Regions from separate parts of the Pan troglodytes genome. Here regions 1 and 3 are each linked to region 2. Evidence: chromatin contacts called from public HiChIP or PLAC-seq data. All regions are on one chromosome and are shown on one strand. Each heading gives the region's core, a stretch centred on a gene start, on an enhancer-like site or on the middle of the called end of the contact. The rest is flanking DNA. Distances are from core to core; before and after follow the strand shown.

Region 1 (4,783 bases), core at 1,705-4,204, 350 kb before region 2:
GCTTCAGGGAGTTCCCAAACAGTGGAATGGCCTTGGTATCAATTTTCACTGAGAGGAAAGAGGAATGAAATTCAGGGCCAGGCGCCGTGGCTCATGCCTGTAATCCCAGCACTTTGGGAGACCGAGGCAGGCAAATCAGAAGGTCAGGAGTTCAAGACCAGCTGGACCAACATGGTGAAACCCCATCTCTAATAAAAACACAAAAATTAGCTGGGCATAGTGGAGCCCGCCTGTAGTCCCCAGCTAGTCCGGAGTCTGAGGCAGGAGAATTGCTTGAACCCGGGAGGCGGAGGTTGCAGTGAGCCGAGATTGTGCCACAGCACTCCGGCCTGGCGACAGAGTGAGACTTCTCAAAAAACAAACAAACAAACAAAACAAACAACAAAAAAAAAGAATCTTAGTTCCTAGTGAACTGGACTAACAGGTGAGTGGAGAGTCCTCCACCCACTTTTCACACTTAGAAGGTCACTTAGGCTGGCAGGAGGGCAGTCACTGGAGCCCTTGAGGCCTGGCAAAGAGCAGGTTTGAGGAACTATTCATATGGAATTTTTCCATTCTACCACCACCCCTCTGCTTCTCAATTGAATTTAACTTCAGATCAGATCTGAGGACTTTCGCCAGCCAACCTTGGACTCAGACAGAAGACAAAGAAGGATTAAAAAAGGAAAGAAAAAAAAATCAGAAATAAGGGCCAGACAGAGGGTACAGATCTGTGGTGGCTCACACCTGTAATCTCAGCACTTTGGGAGGCCAGAGCAGGAGGATCACTTGAGCTCAGGGGTTTAAGACCAGCCTGGGCAACAAAGTGAGTCTCCGGTTTCAATGAATAATACAAAAAATTAGCCGGGTGTGGTGCTACTGTAGTAGTCCCAGCTACTCAGGAGACTGAGGTGGGAGGATGGCTTGAGCCCTGAGAGGTCAAAGCTGCAATGAGCCATATCGCACCACTCCACTCCAGCCTGGGCAAAAAAGCAAGACCCTGTCTCAAAAAAAAAAAAAAAAAAAAAAATCAGAAATATGGTTAGAGCTCTCACCAAGTGGCAGCCGGGTGATCTAGAAAGAGCGTGGCACTGGGATGCACGCACAGGCTAGGTTCATTCTGGATCTACCATGTGGTGAATCAGAGGAGAAATAAGACTCCACTCAGACACTCAGTGGAAGGAGGCAAATGGTGCCAATACTAAGAACAAACAAACAGCTAACATTTCCCAGCCCTCACTATGTGCCTGCCAGGCATCGGCCTAAGCACTGCAAATGGCATCAGACTGAGGGCGGCTCCTCCTGCCCCTATACACACATCCTCCCCTCCGGCCACACCTGCCTCCTCCAGCACCCGCGGCATTGCCAAAACACATTTGCCTTTCCACACCCATGCCCACTGCCCTGATGCCCTTGCCCCTTGTACTCTTCCTGGCAAACTCCTATCCGTTCTTTCTTCACGGGGTCCCTCCCAGGAAGGGGTCACTCTGGGCTCCCCAGCCATCTCTAGAACTGGAGCTTCCTGGAGTGGGTTAGTGTCCATTTCTCTCCAATAGCCTCCGACAGAGCCTCCCACAGAGAGGGCAGTGAGACCCTGTACCACCCCAATCCCTCATCCCCCTGAGGGAGCTGCCAAGGCTTCCGGGCACTGCCACCCTTGTGAGGTGCCCTTGTGAGTACCACAAAGTACTCAGAGCAAAGTCCGGGGCCCCGAGCAGGCTGGCATGTGCAAAGGAGGAAGCAGATAGTGTGCTGGGTCCAAACTCTGATTTTGGACTGTGCCAGGGAGTGCCAGGCGGTAAGAACAGAATTTCTGCAGATCAGGCCCGTCAAGGGCACCTGGAGGGCACAGGTGGGGACAGGAGCTGCACAATGCCAGATCCCAGTGTTTTTTGTGCTCCAGAGAGGGGCTAGCCAAGTCATTCCAGGCAAGACCAAGTCATCCAGGCGTCAGTGAGGGTGCTGGCTACCTCCCGGAAGAGAAGAGAGACGAACAGAAGAGAAGACGAGAGAAAAGTTGTCCGGAGCTAGACGTGCCTAAGGAGCCTGGTGTTCCCAAGGCTGCGAGGTGAACAGGGGTGGGGGCGGTGGGGGGGACAAAACTTTGGGTGCTGCCCCGGGCCAGGGAGAGCGGGGCGGTGCACGGCTGTGGACAGGCTCAGCTCTGCACCGTGCAGGGGGAAGATCAGGGGCCACTGTTACCTCTGCAGTCGCTGCCGCCCAGCCCGAGCCCCAGGCCGCCAAGGATGGTCTCGGACTGGCCCTCGCTGTACACGAAGGCCGTGTCTATCTCGGTGTGGCCGCGCTCCAGGAAGGCGCGCGTGACTGCGGCGCTGGTGGGCGCGTCCATGCGGCGCCCCATCTCCATGGCGCCCAGCACCGTGGCTGGCCCGGCCCGCGACAGCTGCCGGGACATGATGGCGGCAACGGGAGACTGCGACAGCCCAGGAGCGGCGCGCAGCGGTCGGAAGCACCAGGCTCGGAGCGGGCGGCCCCGTGGCTTTAGAGACGGGCTCGGGCCCCGCCCACCGGGGGGTGCAGCTGAGGGCGCGGCCGAAGGTGCCCGACGCCGCCCACGAGCTCGACTCCACGCTCGGCTACTAGGACCTTCTGCACTTGCACCGAGCAAGCGGCGAAATGGCTGTGGCTTCGTACCGGTGACTCGCGTCTTGGAGATTTTAACACTCCTCAACGTCCCCAAGGGTGAGGGGGTCCAAGGGTGGCGACTATCCCAAAAGGCGGGGACTCTTCGGGCCTCCCTGCCCCGTCGTCCCTCCTTCCTCGGCCTTGCCCCGGAGCTGTCCTGGGTTTCTGTCTCCTCCCGGAGGGAGCGCTTACGGGGTGGGGTGGACCTAGGGCTGTCGCGCCTGCCGTGTGGTCCTGGAGAATGAGGCTTACCAAAGGCTCAAGACAGCGTCCCCATGGAGTGACATGGTTAAAGTGTTGAAAGAAAAGAACTGTTGGCATTGAATTCTGTACCTAAGTGAAAAAAAACTGACTGGCTCTGGTGACTTAACGCCTGTAATGCCAACACTTTGAGAGATCAAGGCAGGAGGATCACTTGAGCCCAGGAGTTTGAACCCAGCCTGGGCAACATAGGGAGGCCCTGTCTCAAAAGAAAAAAAAAAAGATAGAAAAATGGACCAGTGCCCAGCGGCAGTGAGCTGTGATAGCTCTACTGCACTCCACCCTGGGTGACAGAGGGCAAATCTGTCTCCAAATACAAAAGAAAAAAAAGACCAATAGACAGATGGAACAAATGAAAAACCAATAGTAAAATTGATTTAAACCCAATCATATCAATAATTACATAAATATAAATGATGTAAATGCTCACAAGTAAAAGGCAGTGATTGTTAGAATGGATAAAAAAGCAAAACCGAACTATATGGTAAATACCAGAAAGCTATTCAAATATAAAAGCAGAGATAGTTTAAGAGCAAAAAGATGGGAAAAGACATACACTGACGAAACTAAATTTTAAGAAGTTGGAATGGCTAAGTGAATATCAGACAAAGTAGATTTCAAAACAAAGAATACTGGCCCACACAGTGGGCGACATACTAGCCCACACCTGTAATCTTAGCACTTTGGGAGCCTGAGAAGGGAGGATTGCTTAAGTCCAGGAGTTTGAGACTAGCCTGGGCAACACAGGGAGATCTTATCGCTACAACAAAATTTTAAAAATTATCAAATTGTGGTAGCATGCACCTGTGGTCCCAGTTACTTGGGAGGCAGAGGTGGGAGAATCATCTAAGCCTGGGAGGTCGAAGCTGCAGATTGAGACCCTGTCTCAAAACAGCAACAACAACAACAACTACCAAAGACAAAGAGGGACATACCATAATGACAAAGAGGTCAATTAATAAAGAAGATATAATTCTAAATATATATGCACCTAAGCATAGATCATCAAAATACATGAAAAACAATAATAGAACTAAAGAAGTAGATAAATACAAAATTATAATTGGAGATTTCAACACACAATCCTCAATAGTTGTAGAACAGTTATCAGTCATAATTTACGGAAACTCCGTAAAGGTATACAAGACTCAATGCTATGAACCAATTCCACATAAACAACATGAATGGAATATCCAACAACAGCAGGATATGCATTCTTTTCAAGTGCCCATCCACCAAGATATACCATATTTGGAGGCATAAAACAAGTCTTAACAAATGTAAAAGAGGCTGGGAGCGGTGGTTCACGCCTGTAATCCCAGCACTTTGGGAGGCCAAGGCAGGTGGATTAACTGAGGTCAGGAGTTTGAGACCAGCCTGGCCAACACAGTGAAACCCCGTCTCCACTAAAAATACAAAAATTAGCCAGGCGTGGTGGCGTGCCCCTGTAATCTCAGCTACTCAGGAGGCTGAGGCAGGAGAATCACTTAAACCTGGTTGGTGGAGAGTGCAGTGAGCCGAGATCAGGCCATTGCACTCTAGCTTGGGCAACAGAGTGAGACTCCATATTAAAAATAAATAAATAAATAAATAAATAAATTTGAAAGGCTTCCAATCATACAAAGTACATCTCTGAACACGATGGAATTAAACTAGAAAATAATAACACAGGCTGGGCACGGTGGCTCACACCGTTAATCCCAGCACTTTGGGAGGCCGAGGTGGGCAGATCACTTGAGGTCAGAAGTTCAAGACCAGCCTGTCCAATATGGTGAAACCCCGTCTCTACTAAAAATACAAAAAAATTAGCCAAGCATTGTGGTGTGTGCCTGTAATCCCAGCTACTCAGGAGGCTGAGGCAGGAGAATTGCTTGAACCTGGGAGGCAGAGGTTGCAG
Region 2 (4,622 bases), core at 128-2,627:
CATTCAACCAAATACATTGTACATCTCACCTGGCCTGCCCATAAGCAATGGAGACACTGAAATAAACACGATTCCTGCCCTCAAGGTCTAATGGAGGAAAGAGATGTACACAGCTATTCTAGAGGGAAATTGACATGAACAGAAGTTCTCATCCTGTGCTCCAGGATCACACTGGAGGAGGGAGATGCTCCCAGAGGGTCTTGGGAAGGCTTTCCAATCTGGAGCTGGAAGAATGTTTGCCAGAGATGAAAGGAGGGGAAGGGAATTCCGGGCAGAGGGAAGGGCGCAGGCAACAGCTAGGAGGCGCAGATGCAGGCTGGGTGTGGAGGGTGCGAGTAGGCTGGAGTACACCAGGGAGTTCCCAGCAGGCCACTAGGAGCCACCCAGGATGCTCGGCAACCTCATGAGTCAGATGAGCAGGGCTGTGTCTATCTGGAAGTTTCCAGCCAAGCTAGGTAAAACACATGGACACAGGTAACTATGCTGTAAAGCAAAATCCCCAAGTCCTACAATCGTGTCCCAGTGGTGTCCCTGGGCCACCACTTTCCAGAAGCAAAGTTATTTTCTCACCCCGTTGTTAAGCACACAGAATAGAGAAGGTACGGCCGCAATCCACCCAAGTGTCCACTGATTAGATAGGAACCCCCGAGGTGAGGCTGGAAGCTGGGGCCAGGAGCTCCACTCTTCCCAGGAGTCAGAGAAGTGAGTTCATTTGCTGGCTTTTTAGTTCCTAATAGTCCCTGGGGCTTTTCGGGATGCTTAAGCCAAGGGCGTGGGGCCGAGAGCGACACTAGGATAACACTAGGCAAGGCTGAGCAACCCAGGCTACCAACAGCACGGACTTGAACCGGGTCGCATGCCGGAGCGGACGGGATGGGGTGCACCGCAGAACTGCGGACTCCTGGTGCCGGGACGCGGCGGGCTGGGGCGCCCCACTCTCGGGGCAAGTCTGCAATGCCCGGTGCCCACAAAAAGGACACATCCATCTTTGTCACCCTGAGGCCTGGCACGGCCTGACGGCCCAGGCTCGGTAAAAGTCGGGCGGAGAGAGTGGAAGCGCAGAGAAACCCGGGGAGGGCGCTTAAGAACGGGCCAGGGCGCCCGGCTGGGCTGCCCTGCCTCTCGGGCGCCGGCCAGGCGTCCCGGCCGCCCCACCATGCCGTCGGAGCGCGCCGAAGCTCAGCCCGGGGCGGGCGGGCCGGGAGAGGGCCCGGGGCCCCTGCCGCTGCGGCGCCCCCTCCTGCGCACCCGGAGGGAGAGGCCGCGCGCGCCCGCCCGCTCTTTCTGCGCGCGGCCCTCCCCGCTGCCCCCGCCCTCGCGCCCTGTTTGGAGGGAGCCACCCTGACGTCGGAGCCGCTCCCCCGCGCCGCGCGCCCGCCCGGGGCCGCAGACAGCGCGCAGCGCAGCCCAGCCGAGCGTCGCGGGGCCGCCCCCAGCCCTGCCGGCCGCCTCGCCGAGCCTCCTGGGGCGCCCGGGCCCGCGACCCCCGCACCCAGCTCCGCAGGACCCGGCGGGCGCGCGCGGTAAGTCCCGCCCGGGCCGGCATGCGGGCGCCCGGCTTCCAGAGGCTTCGGTCGCGGGGGCAGTGCCGCGCCCCCAGCCCGGAGCTGCGTCCCCCGGCGCGTCCGGCGGCCGCGGGCACCGGGTGGAGGCGCCGCCGCCGAGCTCAGGAGCCCTGGGGGACCTGGCGGGCGCCTCCGGACGCCGGCGCTGGGGACGTGGGCGCGGCACGGGGTGGCCGGGGGGCACCGCCGCGTCCGGAGCCCGTCCCCAGACTCGCCCCGGGGTTCCGTTTCTGGATCGGAGTTTCCGCGGCCGGGAGAGAGAGGGAGCGAGGGAGGGAGATGCGTGGCCGGGCGGGCCGGGCTCGCATGTCCCCCGGCCGTGCCCGGGCCTCGCCGCGCCGCGCCTCTCGGCTCTGGACGTTTCCGCCTCCCGCGGCCCCCTCTGCTTCGGTCCCCACGTCCGTGTGTCTGTCTCTCCGTCGCCGTTTCCGCCGCTCACTTTCCCCTGGTCTGCCCGTCTCTTTCCGTTCCCCGCCTGCCTCCGTGTTCGGCTGCCCGCGTTTGTGTCTCTGCCTCTGGCTTTTCTCTCCCTCTCTCTGTCTCTGCGCTGCCCTCTGTGGGGGGCTCGCCCTGTGTCTGCGCCTCTCCCTGATCCCCCGCCCTCCGATCCAGACGATCCCCCCAGTGTCGGAGGCTCGCCTTCCCCCAGCGGGGTTCACGAATAGTTTCCTAGACCGGGTGCGGCAAACCCTCCCTCTGCCTCCCGCCGGCCCCGAGGCCTGGCCCGGGTCATCTCCCTGGAATTGAGTCTGGGGCAGGGAGAGCCAGCCTTTCCGGGGGCTCGGTTTTCTTAAGAATTCCACCCCCGCGAGGCCAGCTGGACGACAGGCCCTGCTGCGGGCCACCTGCCCGGCCCGCTCCCAGGGCGGGGCGATTCTGATCGTTTACAAGCGGCGGCAAAGGGGGCAGCCGCCTGCCTTGGCGTGGCCGGAGGTTGGCGGGCATCAAGGGAGAAGGCCACACTTCCAGGCTTTCGGAGGCCCTCGCTCCCCAAGCTGGACGCCACCAGCCTGTAACTAGGGGCACCCCAGGAAAACAGAGGTCAGGGCTGGAGGCCAAAGACCGGGCGCTGGCGGGGAAGCAATTTGTCAACAAGGAGCCCCTCACCCTTTGTTACTGCGGAATGGGGCCTCCCTAGACTCCCCCAGATGCTGGGACTGCTTGGGCGTGGTTTGCCTTGAGTTGGGGCCAAAGAAAAAGCGAGGCTGCAGCGTTTCCTCGGTGACCCCCACCCCTCTCCACCCACCCCTGCAAGCTGGACCTCTCTCCCGGGCCTGTGTTTTGGAGGGGTGGACAGGGGAGTAGGTGTTCTGCATCGGCCGGGGATATCGCCTCATTATTTTAAAGTGAAATTTCAGGCTGAGTTTAGCTGCTTCCCCCCACCCACAACCCCAAGGGTCGGAGGCTGCCGGAGCGGGCAGGGTTGTTGGTGAGGTCTGCAGTGGAACTTCTGCTGAGCAGATGTGCAGCCTGGCCCTGCAGCAGCTCATTAGCATGGATTTGTTTTGGAGGCTGTTTTTGGTTTGCGGGCAGGAGGGTCTGCGGTAAGGAGGGCCGTGGCCTGGGTTGGGGGGCTGGCACAGAGGTGGCCAGGGCTGGAAGGTGCAGGCAGGCCTGGGTGGCACGGGGTCGGCCCTGTGTGTTCGCCCCCTGGACAGTTGACTCATGCTCTCCCCAGTGCTGAAGGAAGGAAGGAAAAGCCACCCTGCCGTGAGACTGGGGTCGTGGAATCACAGTGGCCTTAAGCAGTATGCTGGAGCCAGGCTCCTCCCTGGGGGATCTGCTGAAATGGAAGTTCCCAGGCCAGGCTGCCCATTTTACAGGTTGCAAACGTGAAGCTTAGTGAGGGGAAGCAAATGGTCAGTGGCTCGAGCTGTAACCATTAGACTCTCCTGACTCCAGGCACACAGAAAGCCAATGTATGAGCTTTGGCCAGAACTCATCCTCAAACCCCAGAGTGAGCCCAGGAAACCCGGTTGGGCTGACCAGAGCCGGGGCCTGACCTGGGTGAGCAGGGAGCCCCAAGCCTGACACTGCCTTGCCCCTTCACAGAGCAACAATTTCAGTTGCACCATTCAAGGAAGTCCCTGTGCTCATTTCAAGACCTGGAGCGATCGCCCCGCCCTTGCCAAGCCCCAAGCCTAGGGCTGCAGCCCAGCCACCCTCCACACCCTCTGCGCCCAGCAGCATGCTCAGCCTGGCAGTGGGGCACAGCCTGTTTTCTTGAAGTTGGATTCTGGAGGAGGCTGGTGTCTCCACGACCCTGTCTTAGAGTCTGAGTGGGATCTTCCTCCCAGTTCCCACCTTAGATAGGGAATCATGTTGGGTGGCCCTTGACAGTTTCTAAAATCCATTCCCAGCTGTCATCCCACTTGCTTGAGTTTCACCTCAAGGTTTTCCCTAAATCCAGTTTCACTGGGGCAGATACAGCTCAGACTGAAATAGCCTCAGGACCTGCCGAGGATCCTGTGGGAGCGAGGGGCAGAAGGGAGCAGGCAGAGGCCAGGGAGGATAAGAGGCCCAAGCTAGCACTTAAAGTGACATGGACTGAGGAATTAACTATGATGGGCGATCTCTCCAGAGGTTTCCATGTATTCTTCAGTTTAATTCTCACAGCTGTCCTGTGAGCTGGATATTAGCACTGTCCCCACTTTGCAGATGAGGAAACTGAGGTACAGAAAGGTTAAAATGGGGCCAAGTGATCCTAGTGCTTTGGGAGGCTGAAGTGGGAGTTCAAGACCAGCCTGGTCAACAAAGGGAGACCTTGTCTCTCCAAAAAATACAAAAAATTAGCTGGGCATGGTGGTGTATGCCTGTAGTAACTATTCTGGAGGCTGAGGTGGGAGGATCACTTGAGCCCCAGAGTTTGAGGCTGCCGTGAGCTATGATTGTGCCACCGCGCTCCAGCCTGGGTAACAGAGTGAGATCCTGTTACAAATAAAAACATAAAGATAAAAAGAGAAAGATTAGAATGGCTGAGCTAAGATTTGAACCCCAGTCTGTCATAATTGTGGAGAATGGAGGAGGAGAGCCAGACCCTGCCCTTAGTGAGTGTGG
Region 3 (4,391 bases), core at 1,369-3,868, 390 kb before region 2:
AAAAGTCAAAAATTAAAAAAATAAAATGTTTGTAAAGTAAAAAAGTTACATTAAGCTAAGGTTAACTTATTATTGAAGAAATTTTATAAATTTAGTATAGTCTAAATGCACAGTATTTATAAAGTCCACAGTAGTGTACAGTAATGTCCTAAGCCTTTACATTTACTCACCAACCACTTACTAACCCCAGAACAACTCCTAGTTCTGCAAGATACATTCATGTTAAGTGCCCTATACCAGTGTACCATTTTTTATCTTTCATATCCTATTTTTACCATACATTTTCTATGTTTAGATACACAAATATTTACCATTGTCTTACAATTGCCTACAGTTTTCAGTACAGTAACATGCCGTACAGGTTTGTAGCCTAGGAAGAATAGGCTGTACCATATAGCCTAGGTGTGTAGTAGGCTAAACCATCTAGATTTACATAAGTACACGCTACAACGTTTGCACAAGAGGGCATTTCTCAGGATGTATTCCCATCATTAAGTGATGCATACCTGTATGTCTTCATTTATTTTTCAATCTGAAAACTGTAGGCCAGGTGCAGTGGCTCACACCTGTAATCCCAGCACTTTGGGAGGCCGAGGCAGCCAGATTGCTTGAGCCCAGGTGTTCAAGACCAGCCTGGGCAACATGGCAAAACCCCGTCTCTACAAAAAATACAAAGAAACTAGAGAGGTGTGCACCAGTAGTCCCAGCTACTCAGGAGGCTGAGCTGGGAGGGTCACTTGAACCTGCAAGGTCAAAGCTGCAGTGAGCCACGATAGTACTGCACTCCAGCCTGGGCTAGAGAATGAGTCCCTGTCTCAAAAAATTTTAAAAAGTCTTGGCTGGGCGCAGTGGCTCCCGCCTGTAATTTCAACACTTTGGGAGGCCTAGGCGGGTGGATTACCTGAGATCGGGAGTTTGAGACCAGCCTGACCAACATGGAGAAACCCTGTCTCTACCAAAAATACAAAAATTAGCTGGGTGTGGTGGCGCATGCCTGTAATCCCAGCTACTCGGGAGGCTGAGGCAGGAGAATCGCTTGAACCCCAGAGGCGGAGGTTGTGGTGAGCCATGAGATCGCGCCATTACACTCCAGCCTGGGCAACAAGAGCAAAACTGTCTCAAAAAAAAAAAAAAAAAAAGTCTTAAACAGAGTCCTTTTCCCCCCTCATCAGCCTAACCTGGCCCTGGGCTCAGAGCAGAGCTGCCCAAGACACTAAGCAGTTAGGAAATGCCATTCATTCATTCATTCATTCATGAAAATAAAATTAAGAAAATTGCATATATCAAGTATTCTGCAAAATTAGATACACATATCACCCGATATATATGTGTAACATACATATATAACATTGTGAACAGTTGTGCACATCATTAAAAATGTAACTTATGTTTTATTTGTCACACTGTCTAGCATAACAGGTACTCAACATATATGCGAATCAACTTTTCCAAGACAGAAAATACTTCAGAGGAGGAGAAATCTGACCTGGGCCCTGAAGAATAAAGTGCAAATATTAATAATAACAGATAACGCTTAATGACTGCATTCAATGAGCCAGGCATTGTTCTAAGTAATTTAATGGGATTGTCTCATTCATTCTCACAAGTACTGTAAGAGATAACGGACTGTTAGTAAACCCATTCTACAGACAAAGAAACCAAGGCACAGAGTGGTTAAGTCACTTTCCCCAAGATCACACAAGTCTTAACTAGTAAAATTCAAACAAAAGCAAGCTACTCCAGGGCCTTAAGGAAGACGTGGGTGGGTGAATGAATGAATGAGTGAATGGCATATTCTAGCTGCTTAGTGTTTTGGGCAATCCTGCTGTGAGCCCAGGGCCAGACTAGGTTGATGAGAGGGGAAAAGGACTCAGTTAAGGACTTTTAAGACGAAAGCTCCTGTTCACATGCCTACAAGACACCAATTCGAGTAGGAATTAAAGTTCACTGACAGCTTGGCGACCTCTGACCCCTGGTAGACCAGAAACCTCACAGTCAAAAAAATCGAACCTGACGAGGGAGGACGGGATCAGTGATCTCTGACCGGCACCCCAAGCATTCCTGGATGGCAGGCCCGGCTTACACGCAAGGATCAGCTTAGAATGACCCCTAACACTTGGTTTAAGGCTCTGCTTCCAACGACTTTAAATCCTTAATAATTTTTTAACAAGGGGCCCCACGTTTTCATTTTGTCCTGGGTCCTGCAAATTATGCGGCCAATCCTGTTAAGTGACAACCTTTAGCAGGTGGGAGACAGGTACTGGGGAAACAGCCACTTATCTCTCAATATGTTCCACACGTACGCACCAATCAAACTTGCCCACTTGGTCTTCGTAGACCGCGGCCGCAGGAATCAGCAGCGTAGCCCAAAGCCAGAAACGAGAAGCCCACTCAGCCGCCATGATGCGAGCGCACGCACCACCCACCGCCGTCCCGGCATGCACCGCGCCGCGGGCTCCGCCTCCGCGGAACCACAGAGCTGGGATAGCGCGCGAGGCCCTCGGTCGGACGGGACGCTCGGGATTCAGGGACTGCCTCGGCACACGGGAAGTTGCCCTACAGGCGCGGGAGAAAGCGCAGGCGGCGGCTTGGCAGGGAGAGGCAGGCTGCAGTGCACATTGGGTCAGGCACACGCGAGGGGCAGCCCCCGAGGGCCGTCCCAGAGGCCCCCGCGCCGCCGGGGTCCTAACGGGGTGCACCGTCTTCCGCCGCACGTGGATTCAGCGCGATGCCCAAATCTAAGCGCGACAAGAAAGGTGGGCGAAGGGGGAGTCGGGACGCTGGGGGGAGCTCCGTAGGCTGGCTACCCAGCCTGCGGTGAGGGCTTCGGGGCGGCAGGGGCGCAGATTGGAACGCCAGGACATCCTCGAGGTGTTCCGCTGCCTCGCGAGCTGGAATGGGGGCTTCGGGGCTGTAAAACCGCCAGAGGTGGCTGACGCCCGGTCGGGTCTGGGGAGCGGAGACTCGTTTTGCCTAGTTTCAGGTGCTCTTGCAAGGCCAACTGGGTCGGGAGGCAGCTCCTGAACACCGCCCCCGGCTATGCCTGCTGCCGTTTCGGCCCACTTTTCCCAACTTCGGCCCTTTCTCATCTTCCTGCGCTCCCGCCACCCTGGCTGCCTTTCCCTTCTTTCAGCACAGGTTTGTTCCCGTGTCTGGCGTTGTGTGTCTGCGGTTGTTTCTGCCTGGCATGCTTACCTCTTCGTATGGTTTGCGCCTTCTTAGTTGTCAGTTAATAGGACCCCTCGGAGACAGGGTCTCGCTCTGTTGCCCAGGCTGGAGTGCAGTGGCGCGATCGTAACACTGCAGGCCGGATGCAGTGGCTCACGCCTGTAATCCCAGCACTTTGGGAGGCCGAGGCGGGCGAATCATCTGAGGTCGGGAGTTCCCGACCAGCCTGGCCAATATGGTGAAACCCCTTTTCTACTAAAAATACTAAAAATTAGATGGGCATGGTGGCAGGTGCCTGTAATCCCAGCTACTTGGGAGACTGAGGCGAGAGAATCGCTTGAACCCGGGAGGCGGAGGTTGCAATGAACCGAGATCGCTCCACTGTACTGCAGCCTGGGCACGACAGAGCGAGACTCCGTCTCAAAAATAAATAAATAAAATAAGTCACTGCAGCCTTGACCTCCCTGGCTTAAGCGATCCTCCCACCTCAACCTCCCGAGTAGCTGAGACTACAGGCGCACGCCACCACACCCAGCTAGGTTTTTTTGTTTATTTTTTATAGAGAAGACTCACAGTGTGTTGCCAAGCTGGTCTCGAACACCTGGGCTCCAACCACCCTCCCTAAGTGCTGGGATTACAGGCGTGAGCCACTACACCCGACTTGCGCACCTCTTAAGAGACCATTTTTGACCACCTTTGCTGTGGTGGCCTCTCTCTTAACCCGGCTCCCTGGAATATTCAGAAATATTTAGGGGTCTGGCACTTCTAGGCGTTAGAGGATACAGCAGTTACAAGGAAAGCCTATTTCTTATCGAGCCTAACGTTTTAGGAGAAACATATTCCGCAAAATGCTAAAAATCAGATTGAAAATGGGGTGAAGAAATGTTGATATTTTGTATAGTGTGGTCGGGAAAGGTCTCACTGATGAAGTGACAAATGAGCAGAAAATAAAGAAAGGAAGCGAGCAACCTGTGGAATTGAGCAGCTGTGGAATTATCTGGGAGAATGCTGTTCCAAGTAGAGGGAACCTGAAGTGAAAAGGCTCTGAAATGGGAGCAGATATGACGTGTTTGGGACAAGAGGCCAGTGAGGCTGGAGCAGAAGGAGCCAAATAGAGTTTGGGGAGGGAGTTAGGCAGAGAGGGCAGGACTTCCTCGGCCTTGGCAAGGCATTGGCTTTCCTGCCCAGGTGAAGTGGGTAGCAGAGGACCCATGTGATTTACC

The links. HiChIP or PLAC-seq counts read pairs in DNA pulled down with a chosen protein or histone mark.
Region 1: a contact with region 2 is called in an H3K4me3 HiChIP or PLAC-seq map of stem cell-derived excitatory neurons, with 4 times the contacts expected there. The contact joins the promoter of AKR7A3 here to the promoter of NBL1 in region 2. A contact is called at or near these places in 1 of 7 Hi-C or Micro-C datasets (induced pluripotent stem cells) and 1 of 1 datasets of contacts at active chromatin or transcription factors (stem cell-derived excitatory neurons).
Region 3: a contact with region 2 is called in an H3K4me3 HiChIP or PLAC-seq map of stem cell-derived excitatory neurons, with 6 times the contacts expected there. The contact joins the promoter of MRTO4 here to the promoter of NBL1 in region 2. A contact is called at or near these places in 2 of 7 Hi-C or Micro-C datasets (induced pluripotent stem cells and stem cell-derived neural progenitor cells) and 1 of 1 datasets of contacts at active chromatin or transcription factors (stem cell-derived excitatory neurons).

The regions. Positions count from the first base shown.
Region 1 is chr1:211,908,679-211,913,461 of NHGRI_mPanTro3-v2.0_pri, reverse strand. AKR7A3 (aldo-keto reductase family 7 member A3) reads right to left here and starts at 2,954. Exons shown (of 7, transcript XM_016938180.3): 1 at 2,182-2,954; 2 at 1-48. The coding sequence starts at 2,395.
Region 2 is chr1:211,556,173-211,560,794 of NHGRI_mPanTro3-v2.0_pri, reverse strand. It overlaps NBL1 (NBL1, DAN family BMP antagonist), which reads left to right and starts at 1,377. Exons shown (of 4, transcript XM_016939666.2): 1 at 1,377-1,523.
Region 3 is chr1:211,946,318-211,950,708 of NHGRI_mPanTro3-v2.0_pri, reverse strand. It overlaps MRTO4 (MRT4 homolog, ribosome maturation factor), which reads left to right and starts at 2,618. Exons shown (of 8, transcript XM_001158877.8): 1 at 2,618-2,756. The coding sequence starts at 2,729. EMC1 (ER membrane protein complex subunit 1) reads right to left here and starts at 2,450. Exons shown (of 23, transcript XM_001162981.6): 1 at 2,308-2,450. The coding sequence starts at 2,402.